Regions from separate parts of the Mus musculus genome. Here region 2 is linked to region 1. The links are chromatin contacts, called in public Hi-C maps. All regions are on one chromosome and are shown on one strand. The core of a region is the stretch at or near the end of the contact, and the rest is flanking DNA. Distances in the headings are between cores, read along the strand shown.

Evidence for each region. A called contact is a pair of places that touch in the nucleus more often than the background predicts.
Region 2: a Hi-C map of Th2 cells shows a contact between it and region 1, with 2.8 times the contacts expected there. The contact joins two enhancer-like sites.

What each region holds. Positions count from the first base shown.
Region 1 is chr2:17,641,186-17,647,736 of GRCm38.p6, forward strand. It overlaps a transcript of Nebl not described here. Among named protein-coding and RNA genes, the nearest start is that of Mir6419, 81 kb to the left of the region's middle. Within about 2 kb of position 3,931, at least 7 of the 459 cell types and tissues checked have an H3K27ac peak or open chromatin away from gene starts, as enhancers often do. A contact at or near this core is called in Th2 cells, where this site is marked.
Region 2 is chr2:17,942,687-17,949,237 of GRCm38.p6, forward strand. No RefSeq gene overlaps it. Among named protein-coding and RNA genes, the nearest start is that of H2al2a, 51 kb to the right of the region's middle. Within about 2 kb of position 3,520, at least 12 of the 459 cell types and tissues checked have an H3K27ac peak or open chromatin away from gene starts, as enhancers often do. A contact at or near this core is called in Th2 cells, where this site is marked.

The sequences.
Region 1 (6,551 bases), core at 2,681-5,180:
TCCCAAAAACAGGGTCTCCCACCTAATGGCTATCCAGCCATCCTATTAGCAAACACAAGAAAAAATAGAAGAGTTGTTAATACCACAAAACCTACCATTGCTGTGATTTTGTTTTTGTACCAATCCATGGGAGTTCCTTGACTCAAAATTCTGTTTAAAATCTTCACCAGGTCAGATCTACCCCCGTCTCTGATCCCAATACCCAACCCAATCCGTACTATTAGCATAAACACTTAGTTAAAAATATTTTCCATTTTTAGCTATGTCTGTTTCTTTCTTGCTGTTTATTCGGGGTATTCCCAGCCTCTTCATCAGTCCCAGTGGTGCTGAGAGCTCATCAGAGGCAGAAACCCCACTGCAGGTGCAGATGGGATTCCTAGATGCTAACATGGTCATCCTCACAGAGGATGCTGCTAACAGAGACAGCATGCTAAGCCATCTCTAACAACGCTGCTCCCGTTACTCATTTAACTTCAGAACCACATGGAAAGAAGCAAAACAAGGGAAAATGGGATGCAAGAGGAGTTTCTGTCTTCTGAAGTAAGAATGGGACATCCTTGGTTGAAATGCTGTGACAATCTGGATTACAAACCCACAAAGGGGCCTAACAGCAATGACAGCTCTCCCTCATCCTCATCCTCAAGGCAGTGGTCCCAAGATCCTCTGTGAACACTGAAATCCTCAGGTTTTAATTATCATATTACCTCTCGTATTGTAAATCATCTCTTGACCATCACGTAGAAAACCTAATGCGACACAAGTGTTACGGCCAGGGTTGACCTATTTAATCATTCAGGCACAGTGATGATTTTTCCAAAGCCTATGACTGTTTAGTACAGATGCCGTTGCTTCTCCTGAATATTTTCAACCAATGGTTGGTTGTGGTTGAACCTATAGATGTGGATAAGGGGCACTGACGACACTTTCATAAAAGTTAGAGGTCCTCTCATGACCATTTAATTTCTAATTTTTTTAAAAAGTGGCTCAGAAGTGACTGAGGCATGTCACCAGTTCATAACAAGAGGTGCTGGAAACTAAGAGTGTGGGTTTTTTCCTTCATTGATACCCAAAGGAACAAGACCTAGGAAGAGTGCCACGAGGAACCGATGGCACTCTCGGGCAGTTTCCCTGGGGATGTGGGACTATGACAACTACTAGCCTCTTTCAAGAAGGAGGAAAGTGTCAGGGTTGTTTTATCACAGAGCCCATGTAGTTGTTCAAAACTTAAGACTGTGCCCCTGGTCCAGTGGGGACTATCTCTGTAGCAGTCCCCCTCATTTCCCTTGTACAACCCCCAGGGAAGCTGCCAGAAACCACAGGATTTTTCAAACTACAGTATCACCTTTCTCCATCACCAACCTGCCAACACTCTGATACCCTCATAAAACATTTGAAAATCACACATTTGATAAGAGATTAATATCCAGAATGCAAAGAGCTCCCACAGTTCAATAACAGAATAGCAAACATGCCAGTTTATAAGTGGGTAAAGACTTTGAACAAACATTTTTCCAAAGAGGATAAGCAACTGACCAATAAACTAAAAAAAAAGGGGGGTCCAAATCACTGATCATCAGAAAGATGCAAATCAAGATGCACCGTACTACTTCATGGCCGGTATTTTTTTAATGGTGTTAGTGGAAATGTGGGGACATTGGTATGTGTGGGTGTTCTATATAACCCAGAACTCCATGTCTGGATCTGTCCTGCCAAAAAGCAAAGTAGAAAATCAGATGTACACTCACAGTCACACTCCATTCATCAACAGCAGCCACAATGTCAGAGCAGGCGAGCTGACTACAGCAGAACAAATGGAGAAGCAAAATGTGGTGTGTACGCAAGGCTGAGTGGCACCTTTAGAAAGAGAGGAAGTTCAACACTCAAAAACACGTCAGCATGTTGAGAACGTTATACACAGTGAAATAAGCCAATCGCAATGGGAGAAGTACCATTTTATTTATGCATGTGAAGCACCTAGAGAGGTCAAATTCATAGACACTGTGGTGGTCATGGTCAGGGGAATAAGGAGTCAGTGTGCAATAAATAAATGCTGATTATCTAAACATTTGTGTAACATTTGTGGTTAAGAAGTGGATGGTCAGCATTCTGGCACTCCGCGGTGGTGGTGAGCGCACAGCCATTGGGTTTAGTTAGTAGCACATAGAACCCATTCTAAGTGAGCAAAGTAGTCGTATACTATCTCTATTTTTCATAATAAACATGATAGGTATAAAAAGTAGCCAACACAGATTTTAAAATTATCTACATTATAATATCTGATATTAAGGCCAGTGGTTGACATTTATATTGCCCCTGAACAATACTGGAGGGGGTAAATACCACTTTTCTTTATAAAATAAAAGGCAAGGGGGGCAGGGGAAAGGGCTCTGCTCTCACTCATCCCCAAAACTTCTCCAAAGCACAGTAAGTTTTAAGTTACTTTTGGCACCAAGAAGTAAAACTATGTGAATGTATGTATGCATGCATGCATGCATGCGTGTATATACATATACTTAAAACCATATTAGTCTTTTGTGGTTTGTCTATTTAATTTAGCCTTCTATCACTTTTACAATTTTAATTCTGTGTCGTTTTGATTTCATACTTTCTCTCACTCTATGCCTCATTCAGAAATCCTCTAACACTGGTCCCTCTACCATGTACCTGTGTGGCGGAGAAAGTCTCCTCCCTCTACATTAAGATTGTTAGATCTAAAATTGAGAGGGAAAACAGACTCAACAGATGTCTCAACGGTCCTGGCTATGGGCTCTCAGCATCATTAATGAGCTCAAGTAAAAGCTTCAGCCATTTGAAAAGCTGGACCGATAGGCCAAGCCCAACAATGATGCAGAGTGAAGGCAGCAGTAAGCACTATCCCTCAGTGCTATTCCGAAAACGAGCTTTGGGGGGCAGCGAGGCAGTAGGTACATAAAGAGAATACATTCTACTGGAAGGAAAGCACAACAGTCAAAACTCTACATTTATTCACTCTTTGTGCCCAGATTCAGTCCGCAAATAAACCCGGTGGCAAAAGCACAAAAATACAAGGATGGAATGGGATCTGGCATATCCTAAAATGTTTTATTACTTCCTGTTACTTATAGTATGGTTAATAGCAACCAACCACTATTGCTTTAATATTATTATAGGAGTTGTAATGAACAGTTTTGTAAGAGAAACAAATAATGGAAATAGGAGAAGTTAGAGTAAACGAGTGGTTTTCTTCCCTAGAGTCCTTCATACTCTCAATATGAGTCAGCAGTGTCTACAGAACTTATCATCCTGAACTCTTACCCAGGCTAATACACCTGGAAAACCTTCTCAGTTTCCAATGCACACAACTTCCTTCCTTCTGTTTCTATGAATGACCTGTACACACATGTCAAAGTCCTCCATTCCCATGACATAATCACTTGGGTAGGACTTCAAAGGTTTTGGATGCTGAAATTATCATGCACCTACACCTTGCATCCAGAAGTTTCATGTTCCAGATCATTCTCTATACATGCATCCAAGGCAAATACACTTGCTCTTGTTTTTAGAGGGAAAGAGATAAGGAGATGGGTCCTTGGACAAAGCTGAAGGCTGAGGCTAGTTCAGCTTGCTTCTGCCTCGGGCCACGTGGTGGCACTGTTGATTCCAGTTTGCTTCCTGCTGCCAATATGTCAATAGGCAACCTTAACAAGCATATGTGGCTCTTGCCCCATAAGAAACTTCATTAAGCCCTGGAAGCCTTAGAGAGATAACAAACACCTGTATCTCCATGACCTCCAGATCTGAATGGAAACCACCTGGGAAGACCCTCCTCTCCCCATGCCTCCTCCTTTCAGAACACCTCCTTGTTTTCTCTCAGTGCCCCTCAGCTTGCTTCCATGGAACCATGGACTCTAGTCAGAGCCTCCAATGATGTGTGGCACTCTGGTAAAGTACCTTGGGTGCTGCTCTGGCAGTGGTAACAATGGGGAAGGGACTGGGGAAGGAAATGGGATTTTTAGAAGTACCTATATGTTGATAATGTTTTTAATACAACAGAAAATTCAATGCACAGATTTTATTTGATAAATCTTCCAACATATCTGTGGGGAAAGTCCTATTTTGAAGCTAAGGAAAAGAAACTAAGGGTCTTGGGGGTTAAGTACTTCCTTAAAAGCAGGCCCCAGAATTTCTGGACCCAGGACTCTTATCCAAGTCCCCAACAGCACACCACCTTGTCACAGCCAATATTTAACAGGCTCCCAATGAAAATGCATCCAGAGGCCCAACACTGCTGAACAGCAATAGAAAAGAACAGGGCAGCCCGCCTGTCATGAGGGTGTGTGGCTCTTATGTTCACCTAACCCACTCTACATCTGCCCCATAAAACCCACCTACTGGTTTCATATTACATCATGTGTTCACTTTGATTCTCCTCCTTCAAAATGGTCAACATCATCTCTTTTAAAGGATTTCAGCTATATAAGAATTCAGAGGAAGCAAACCACACTGATGCACATCACTGTTTGGTCCCTTGTGCCTCCTGAGATAGCTCTACTTTCATTCAATATTGATTACTGCTTCTCTCTATAAAAAGGGAATATTACAGAGGACTTGAGCAATGACCATGAGTATATCAACAATTTTTCATTCTTGCAAGGAATGGCATGTACTGAGATTCCTCAGTACGAAAATCAGTGTTCTGTGATGTCTGAACAAACTCCAAACATTAATTATCACCAGTGAAATAAAAGACACAGGGAGGATATTGAAGACAGCTGTGAACTTACTATAAGCGTTTAGTTTATGGTGTCTTTTTTAAAAAATGGTTGATTGAAATGAATACCAAAGTTTTAAAGAAACACAGCACAGCTCACATATATACATGAGTTCTATTTATATTGACACATATATGCCTTACATATAAAACAAAAGAATGTCATCATTTCCTTACACAGACACTTTGGGTTAGTGTGTGTGTGTGTGTGTGTGTGTGTGTGTGTGTGAATACAGGTACTGAGGAGGCCAGAAGTGTAGGTTCTAGTGGGTTGTTGGCCTGATGCTGCTTATATTCTAATGCTAATACTGGTTCCTCAAGACTGGTTGCTCCAAAGAGAGTCAACACAGAGACACAATGCGACCTTGCCGCCAAATTATTTCTGATTGGTAAGTGAAGATGCAGACAGCCAATAGCTGGACAGAAGAGACATGGGTGGGGTAGAAACACCAGGTCAGGAATAAATATTTCTACAACAGATGGATCCCCTGGAGCTAAAGTTACAAATGGTCCTGGGGATAAATCTCAGGTCCTCTGGCAGAGCAGTAAGTACTCTTAACCACTGAACCATCTCTCCATCCCATATTATTTACATATTCTATGGTCTTGAGATTGCCAAAAACTCCACAAATTCCTCTTTTGACATTGCATTCAATGCCTGAGACATACATTTTTTTACTTTCCTATCTGTTGATAAATATTCATATCTGGGGGGTTGGATTTCAGTTAGGGGAACTGCTGCGTCAGTTGGGAGTAAAGCTACCACATGGGCTGGAGGAAACTGCTTGCTTCAAAGACAAGATTCATTCACTGAATTAGTCAAGTAACAGTGGTGCAGGACAATCTGGAGTTGGTCTCTCTCCCTAGGGTCCTGCAAGCAGATAGACAAGAGAAGACAAGCAGGTAAATGAATAAAGGCTTACAAAGAAAATGCTCCCAAGAAGATCTGGGCAACTCTGGCATCTCGGCAGCTGGGAGAAGCCATGATGAGCTTCTGGACTACCTTAAAGCAGAGAGTTTAAAAGCAGGCCCAGGAGGAGGTGGTGTCAAACCCATTTGAGCAACAGCAACTTCAGTATCTACAATGACCTAGACTGATCATGCAGACATTCAGATTATCATATGTGTTACTATTAATTAACATTTAACACATAAACACATATTTTTCCTAGGTCTATTCACCAAGAGAAACAATGATACCCTGATAGCAAGAAGACACCCGAATGCTGACTGTCAGTGAGATTGTTTCCCTGTCAGAGATACTTGGATAAATGGTTGATTCCATGGATACAGGCAAGAAAAGTATTCAATGAACAGGGACATCATTTCTGCCAGAAAGCTATGCCCAAAGAATTGGGGGAATGGGACAAAGGTCACAGAAAATTACAATGCCTGGTATGGGACAGTTTAAGGATCAAAATAATGGTGAATTAGCATCCCTTGAATAGAATGAAAAACCCTAAGACATGCTGGAAAAATAAATGGACAGTAAAGATAGATACATGGTTTCATAGATTCAATTGTTTCTCAACAATTCTTAGTAATTTGTAAGGCATGATCTTGACTAATGATGAACCTTAATAAATCAGTATTGCTGTCAATCAAAACCTGTGTCACTGGATGGATGTGTCTTAGTTAGGCTTACTATTGCTGCAATGAAAGACCACGACCAAAAGGCAAGTTGGGGAGGAAAGGATTTATTCAGCTTACACTTCCATACTGCTGTTCATCACCAAAGGAAGTCAGAATAGGAACTCAAACAAGGCAGGGATCTGGAGGCAGGAGCTGGTGCAGAGGCCAT
Region 2 (6,551 bases), core at 2,270-4,769, 300 kb after region 1:
TATGTGCCTACATGCCAGAAGAGGGCGCCAGACCTCATTATAAATGGTCATAAGCTATCATGTAATTGCTGGGAATTGAACTTAGGACCTAGAGAAGAACAGTCAGTGTTCTCAACCTCTGAGCCATCTTTCCAGCCCACGTTTTGCTTTTTGTGTTTGTCAGTCTTCAAACAATGACAAAAATCTTTAGGAAATAAAATGCATACTGAGAGATTTCAGTCCATGTTCTCTTGGGCCCATTATTTCTAATCCTGTGTCTAGGCAAAAGTCAGGACAACCAGTGTAAAGATGCTCACCTTGTGGAAGCAAAGAGGGAGAGATTGATCCCTTGACGTCAACTTTCAGTACCAGGCCCCGCCCCCATGGCGTAGTTCCTTCTACTGGGCCCCACTTCCTAAAGGTTCCACACCCCAGTGGTAGCACAGGCCCTTGAGCTAGCTTCTAGGATATGAGGCTTTAAAAAAACATTTAAGATCCAAACCATGAGTGCCTGTCACATACCCTAAAAGGAACAATTGCACAGTTTCATTCTATTTTACATATGACCAGGATTTGACCTTAATGCTACCTACCCTTTATGAGTTCTGCTGTGGCCTGAATATTCATGTTCCTCTCAAATTCTTATGTTAAAATCTTAAACCCCAAAGCAACAGTATTAGAATCTTAGGGCTTTGGGAAATGATGTCAAAAGAATCTAGGAAGAAACTTTTTTGGGGGTGGGGTGGTGTTCGAGACAGGGTTTCTCTGTATAGCCCTGGCTGTCCTGGAACTCACTCTGTAGACCAGGCTGGCCTCGAACTCAGAAATCTGCCTGCCTCTGCCTCCCGAGTGCTGGGATTAAAGGCATGCGCCACCCTTTTTTAAATGAAGAGGAGATAACGATTATACTCTCTAGAAAGTAAAGATCGGTGGTTTGAAGTGTGTGCTGCTCCTGCAGAGGACTCGGGTTCACCTTGGACCATGCATGTCAGCTCCAGCGGACCACACGCCTCTGTTCTCCACAGACATCCATAATCACGTGTAGACTGTCCCACGCCACACACGAAAGCATAGATAAGGCCTTAGGCTCAATCCCAGTACAAAGACCATAAAATGAGGCCGGGAGTGTCTTACACACCTTTGATCACAGTACTCAGCAGAAAGGCAGGAGGATCTCTGTGAGTTTGAGGCCAGGCTGGTCTGCAGAGCTGGTTCCAGGACAGCCAGGGCTACACAAACAAGCTATGTCTCAAAACCAAAAGAGAAAAAAAATTTGAAGAATACTAAACCATCCTGATTTCTTGATTTTGACTTTTATTCCTCCCTGCCCCCCCCTCCCTGCCACTCCCCCCCTCCCCCCCAACACCCTCCCGGGTCTTTGAGCTGTAGTCTAAATCTGACATTTTACCTCTCTGGTCTCCTCCTGCTTTCCCCATTCTAGTATTGCATTCTACCACTGAGCTAGATCCATCAGCTCTTGTTAATGCCTTTATGATTAAATCATTTTCTTGTATTAAAATCAGATAAAGATATAAAACAAGTTCACTTTGTTCTACTTTTACATTAATTTTTTTATTATACTGTTACATCTGGATTTTGTTTTATATTGTCTAGAATTTTTCTGAAATTATTAACTGGTTTTAATAGCAGTATTAAATAAGTTTAGACTTAAATCATTTAGATGTCTTTCATCATCACTTATTAAATATTGTTATATAATTGGGTCTATCCTTCTTGTTCTATTAACCCATTAAAGTCAGTTTGTCTTTTTAATGACTGTTTTGATTAACATTATATAAGTTGTTGATGCTAGTGTAATACAAACACACTGAGTTTTAGGACACCCAGGGCTTCCCAGAGAACCTTAAAGCAGAAAAAATAAACAGGTAGGTAAATAGATAGATAGATAGATAGATAGATAGATAGATAGATAGATAGATAGACTATTCAAACAAACAACCAATTCTCTGGCTTCTTTTAACTGTCAAAGCTGGATGTGGTGACTCATATCTAATCCTAACACTCAGGAAAGTGAGATAGGGAGATGGATGAGTGTTCCAAGATAGCCTGGGCTACAGTGTGAGTGAGATAGGGAGATGGATGAGTGTTCCAAGATAGCCTGGGCTACAGTGTGAGACAATGAGACCCCGTTTGGAAGAAAGAGATGTTTGAAGGGAGGGAAGAAAGAAGGGATGAAGAGAGAATTGAATGGATATTATTACACCAAAATCTCCAAGATGCTCAGTCCAGTGAGCACAGGGATACACCTGCCTTATTTACTGTGGGCATTTCTGTTGGCCAGTCCATTAGAGTTTGTAGAGCTCCCAGTTTGATTAAACTGGGACAATTCCCAAACTATGGATAGCTTGGTTCTCAGAACTGCAGTAACTTCCCTTCTAGATCCTTGCCCTCCTCACCCTAGAAGGGAAGTATTTCAGTGTTCACTGAAGTCATGAAAAGGCTTCTTGAAGCCACACATGAGGATGTGTGCCTCTAACCTCAGCACTCAGAGGGAGACTGGGGCACTACCACAAGTTCAAAGCCAGCCTGTGCTACACAGCAAAATTGTGTTGCAAAACAAAACAAAACAAAAACCAGTTTCATGAAGGAGAGAGTATGGCATAGAAGACTCTAACTGAGCAGAAAGCCTACTAGGAAGAAAAGTGGCTTGAGTAACCCAGGCAACAAAGCCAGCCAACTGAAAGGAGAAAATGTGGATTATAGCTTAGTCCAGATGCATCCACTACGCACAAGCACAGAGACCAAGGCAGACTTCACACCAGGGAGACATTGTTGGATCATATGTGGAAAAGTGTGGAGACTGAGAACAGCTTCAGACCAAGAAGACATTGTTCACTTATAGTGCACAGGATGCCTGGCCTTCTCGTCAGCTTTTCTCTCTGGTGAGTACTTAGACAGAAATCACCCCGTGCTAGCTACCTGCTAGAACTTTCCACCTACTCTGTGCCAGACTGAAAGAATTCTAACTAAAGCCAAACTAGGAGAATAAAAAAAAAAAAAGACATATTTTACCTCCCCCACATCTATTTCCTGTCTCAGAGACTGTAAGCGTGTGCCTACTAAAATACTAAATCAAAAGCTGCAAGGCAGCCAGAAACTCTCCGCCAGAAGACTTGGGACAAAAAGGGAGGCTTGCGAACTAGGGTTCATGACATCTTCACGAGCATACATTCCCCATGTAAGTTCTACAGGAAGTCTGCCCTTTGCTTCACTGTGATGATACCATTAACCTGACAGGACTAGTAACTCCCATCATGCATTTCATGCCACCACACATCCAAAGCCTTACGTGAGGAAGAAAGGGGCCCTATTCCAGAAAACTACTCCATTCCTGTAATCCTTTACCTCTTCAAACTTATAAGCAATCCATTCAAGAGAGCTATGCAAAACTCTAGAAGCCTATATTGCCCCCCAAACGGGTTGCTTTCTGTAAGAAAACTTGCTTCCACTTCCTGACTGTTCCCTCCAAATCCTTCCTCCAACAGTAACAAGAACAGAGCAGCAAGAGCTCATGGTGGACTCTGCCTCCGGGGAACTCCCCTGACTTCCGCTCCAGCAGCAAGACCTTCGTTCACGGAGGATTCTCCTTGTACTCACAAGACAAAACTAAGGACGCTGGAACGCGAAGCAGAAGCTAAACCAGTAGCCAAGTGTCTCGTGCCCCAGTTTCTTGGCGTCAGAGCATACTGCTGATACGAGAAACCGGGTTTCTTTCAGAATGAAGGAGACTTTCACAGGGAGGTAGGGTTCTGGGAACTACATGGCCATCAAAGCCACGGCCAGCCTATTGTTTTTGAGGTCTTGTCCTGTGAATTTGAAGGAGGAAATTCATGGGCCACATCAGATGAATTTTAGAGAGAAGTTTATTATAGATGCATAGATGGGAGAATTTTAAAACAATTTCCTTTTTGTTTATTTATTTTTATTTTATGAGAATTGCTGTTTTGCCTGCATGGAAGTCTGTTCGAGAGCGTCGGATCCCCTGGAACTGGAGTTAGACAGTGTGAGCTGTCATGTGGATGCTGGGAGTTGAATCCTCTTCCTCTAGAAGAGGAGCCAGTACCCGTGACCACAGAACCACCTCTCCAGCCCAGGTGGAAACTTAAACGTGGGAAGTGGGGGTGGGGGACTGTGGTGGTTCCTGAATACTAGGAGGAGTCTTGGGGAATAGAGTACAGCCCTGAGCTTTGACACCTCCGAGTTATTTGGGCTTTACTGGATAGAGGAACCCAGGGATGAAATGCTCAGTCCCGTTCACACTTCAGAAAATTAGGGACCTTGCAGTTTCAATCTTTAATATGGTCTCTAGGAAATGGATATTCCTTCAAGGGAAAAGAGATAAGAAAAGGCCAGGTACACACACACACCCTGCCCCCTGCCCTCCCTGCCCCCTGTCCCCTGAGTCCTACCCTTCTGGTATTTCCAGTTTCTGACGGGGCAGAATCAGAGATAGTTTGGGTTAAACATGTCTGGCATCTCTAGCCTCTGGCAAGGAGGAGGCTCTTTCTAGTCTTCTTGGTGACCACTGTTCACTCTCTACCAAACCTAAGTATAAAAAGACACAGTGTTCTTTCTTGGTGTCATATGTATCCCTGTGTCATGTAAGACTTATGCTAAATTTTAATACTTTTGTTAGTCTGTCTTTTGTTATACGGGTCTCAGCTATGAACCTTGCAATGGGTTAGGGACAGATATTAGTTTGGTTTCTGGCCTCCAATTGCTTTTCTTCCCCTACAAGGGTGAGTCAGAAGGAGAAGTAATCGAGGTAGCTGTCCAATACATGGACAGCAATATATGATAGCAATGCAATATATGATGAAGGCTCTGTCATCCCTGGTACTTATAGTTCAGTTGGGAATTACAGATGTTGCTTCAAAGTATTTAGAATAGAAGATAGGAAGGCTTCATGCTTAGATAGTACAAGAGGAACCTTTGGTGAACTGATTTAAAACATGGGTAGGAAGCTGAGCCCACAGCTCTGTGCCTAGCTGTGGATACAAAGCGAAGCACATAGTGAGTACAGCCAAAAGCCATTAATACTCTGGTCTGATAGAAATCACCAAAAAAATTAATAAATCTTCTTTTGTTTGAAGTTCAGAAAAGAGAGGAGGGAGAAAAATTAAGGTCTGCAAAATCACAGTCAGGCAAAGAAATGGAAGATTGGAAAAAAAAAATGCCCAAAAAGTTCACAAGAAAAACTTTAACTAAAAGTGGTTCTATGTAGGATCTGGGGATGGGAAGAGATTAGGGAAACATTTTTTAACGTTAATATAGTGAAAGGGCAAGAATGCACAGAATCAATTGGTGAGAGTAATAAATACCGTGAGGGGAAAACAGGTTGAAAAGAAGGCAGGGGTTTTCCTTAGAAGATCTAATATTCTCTGCTTGCAGTAAATACATAAATTTTTTTAAATAGAAGCAAAAGAAGAGGAGGGCTTGGCTGCAAGCTTACAGGGTGATTTATAGACCATGGGATAGAAAAGAGCCAGTTCTCAGAACAGACCAGAGAGTAGCTGTAGGGAATGAAGGCCGTGCTTCCTCTGAGGTCTGTCTCACTTCCCCACCAATAATGGGTGTGATTAATATCCTTCATTTCTGTCACAGTGATGGGAAAAGCAGTAGTACCTCATTCTAATGTGAGTTTTTTGATTATTAATGAAGTCAAATATGTTTTTATGTTTATCAATATTTCCATTCAGCCTGCTCTGAAGAATGAGATGAAAGACTGTGGGGGAGGGGGTGGAAAACAAATAAAGGCTGTTGACTTATTCCATTTCTGCAAGAAAAGAAAAAAGAAAAAGGAAAAATGAAGAGTGGTTTATATTGAACACATATTTCAAATAAATTCTGAAGTTCATCAGGTTTCTATTAAGGAAGAGCAATGTGTACACAGACCAAGACTATTTCTGATGATGAAACTCCAACCAAGCAAATAAGTGCTTCATAGCTGATGTGATAAAGATCTATCATTTGGCCCCAAACCAAACCGAGGAAACGGGTAGGGAAGGAACCCCAAAAGAAATGTCCTGAGCATGGCCATCTTTCCTTGACTCTTTCTGCTGGGTTCTTATGGAATTCTATTTCCTGCAGGAAAAGAATGTGTCTATGTTTATTTAACTCTAATCAGAAAGTACCTCCCTCATGTTTGAGACAGAGTCTCACCATGTTCCTCAGACTGGCTTCAGTTTCTTTTTTTTTTTTTAATTTTTATTGGGTATTTATTTCATTTACATTTCCAATGCTATCCCAAAAGTCCCCCATACCCTCCCACAGCCACTCCCCCACCCACCCACTCCCACTTCTCGGCCCTGGCGTTCCCCTGTACTGAGGGGAAAAAAAGTCTGCACGACCAATGGACCTCTCTTTCCACTGATGGCCAACCAGGCCATCTTCTGATACATATGCAGCTAGAGACACGAGCTGGGGGTTGGGGGGGTACTGGTTAGTTCATATTGTTGTTCCACCTATAGGGTTGCAGATCCCCCCAGCTCCCTGGGTACTTCCTCCAGCTCCTCTAGCTTCAGTTTCTAAACTCAAAGGAGACTTCTGCA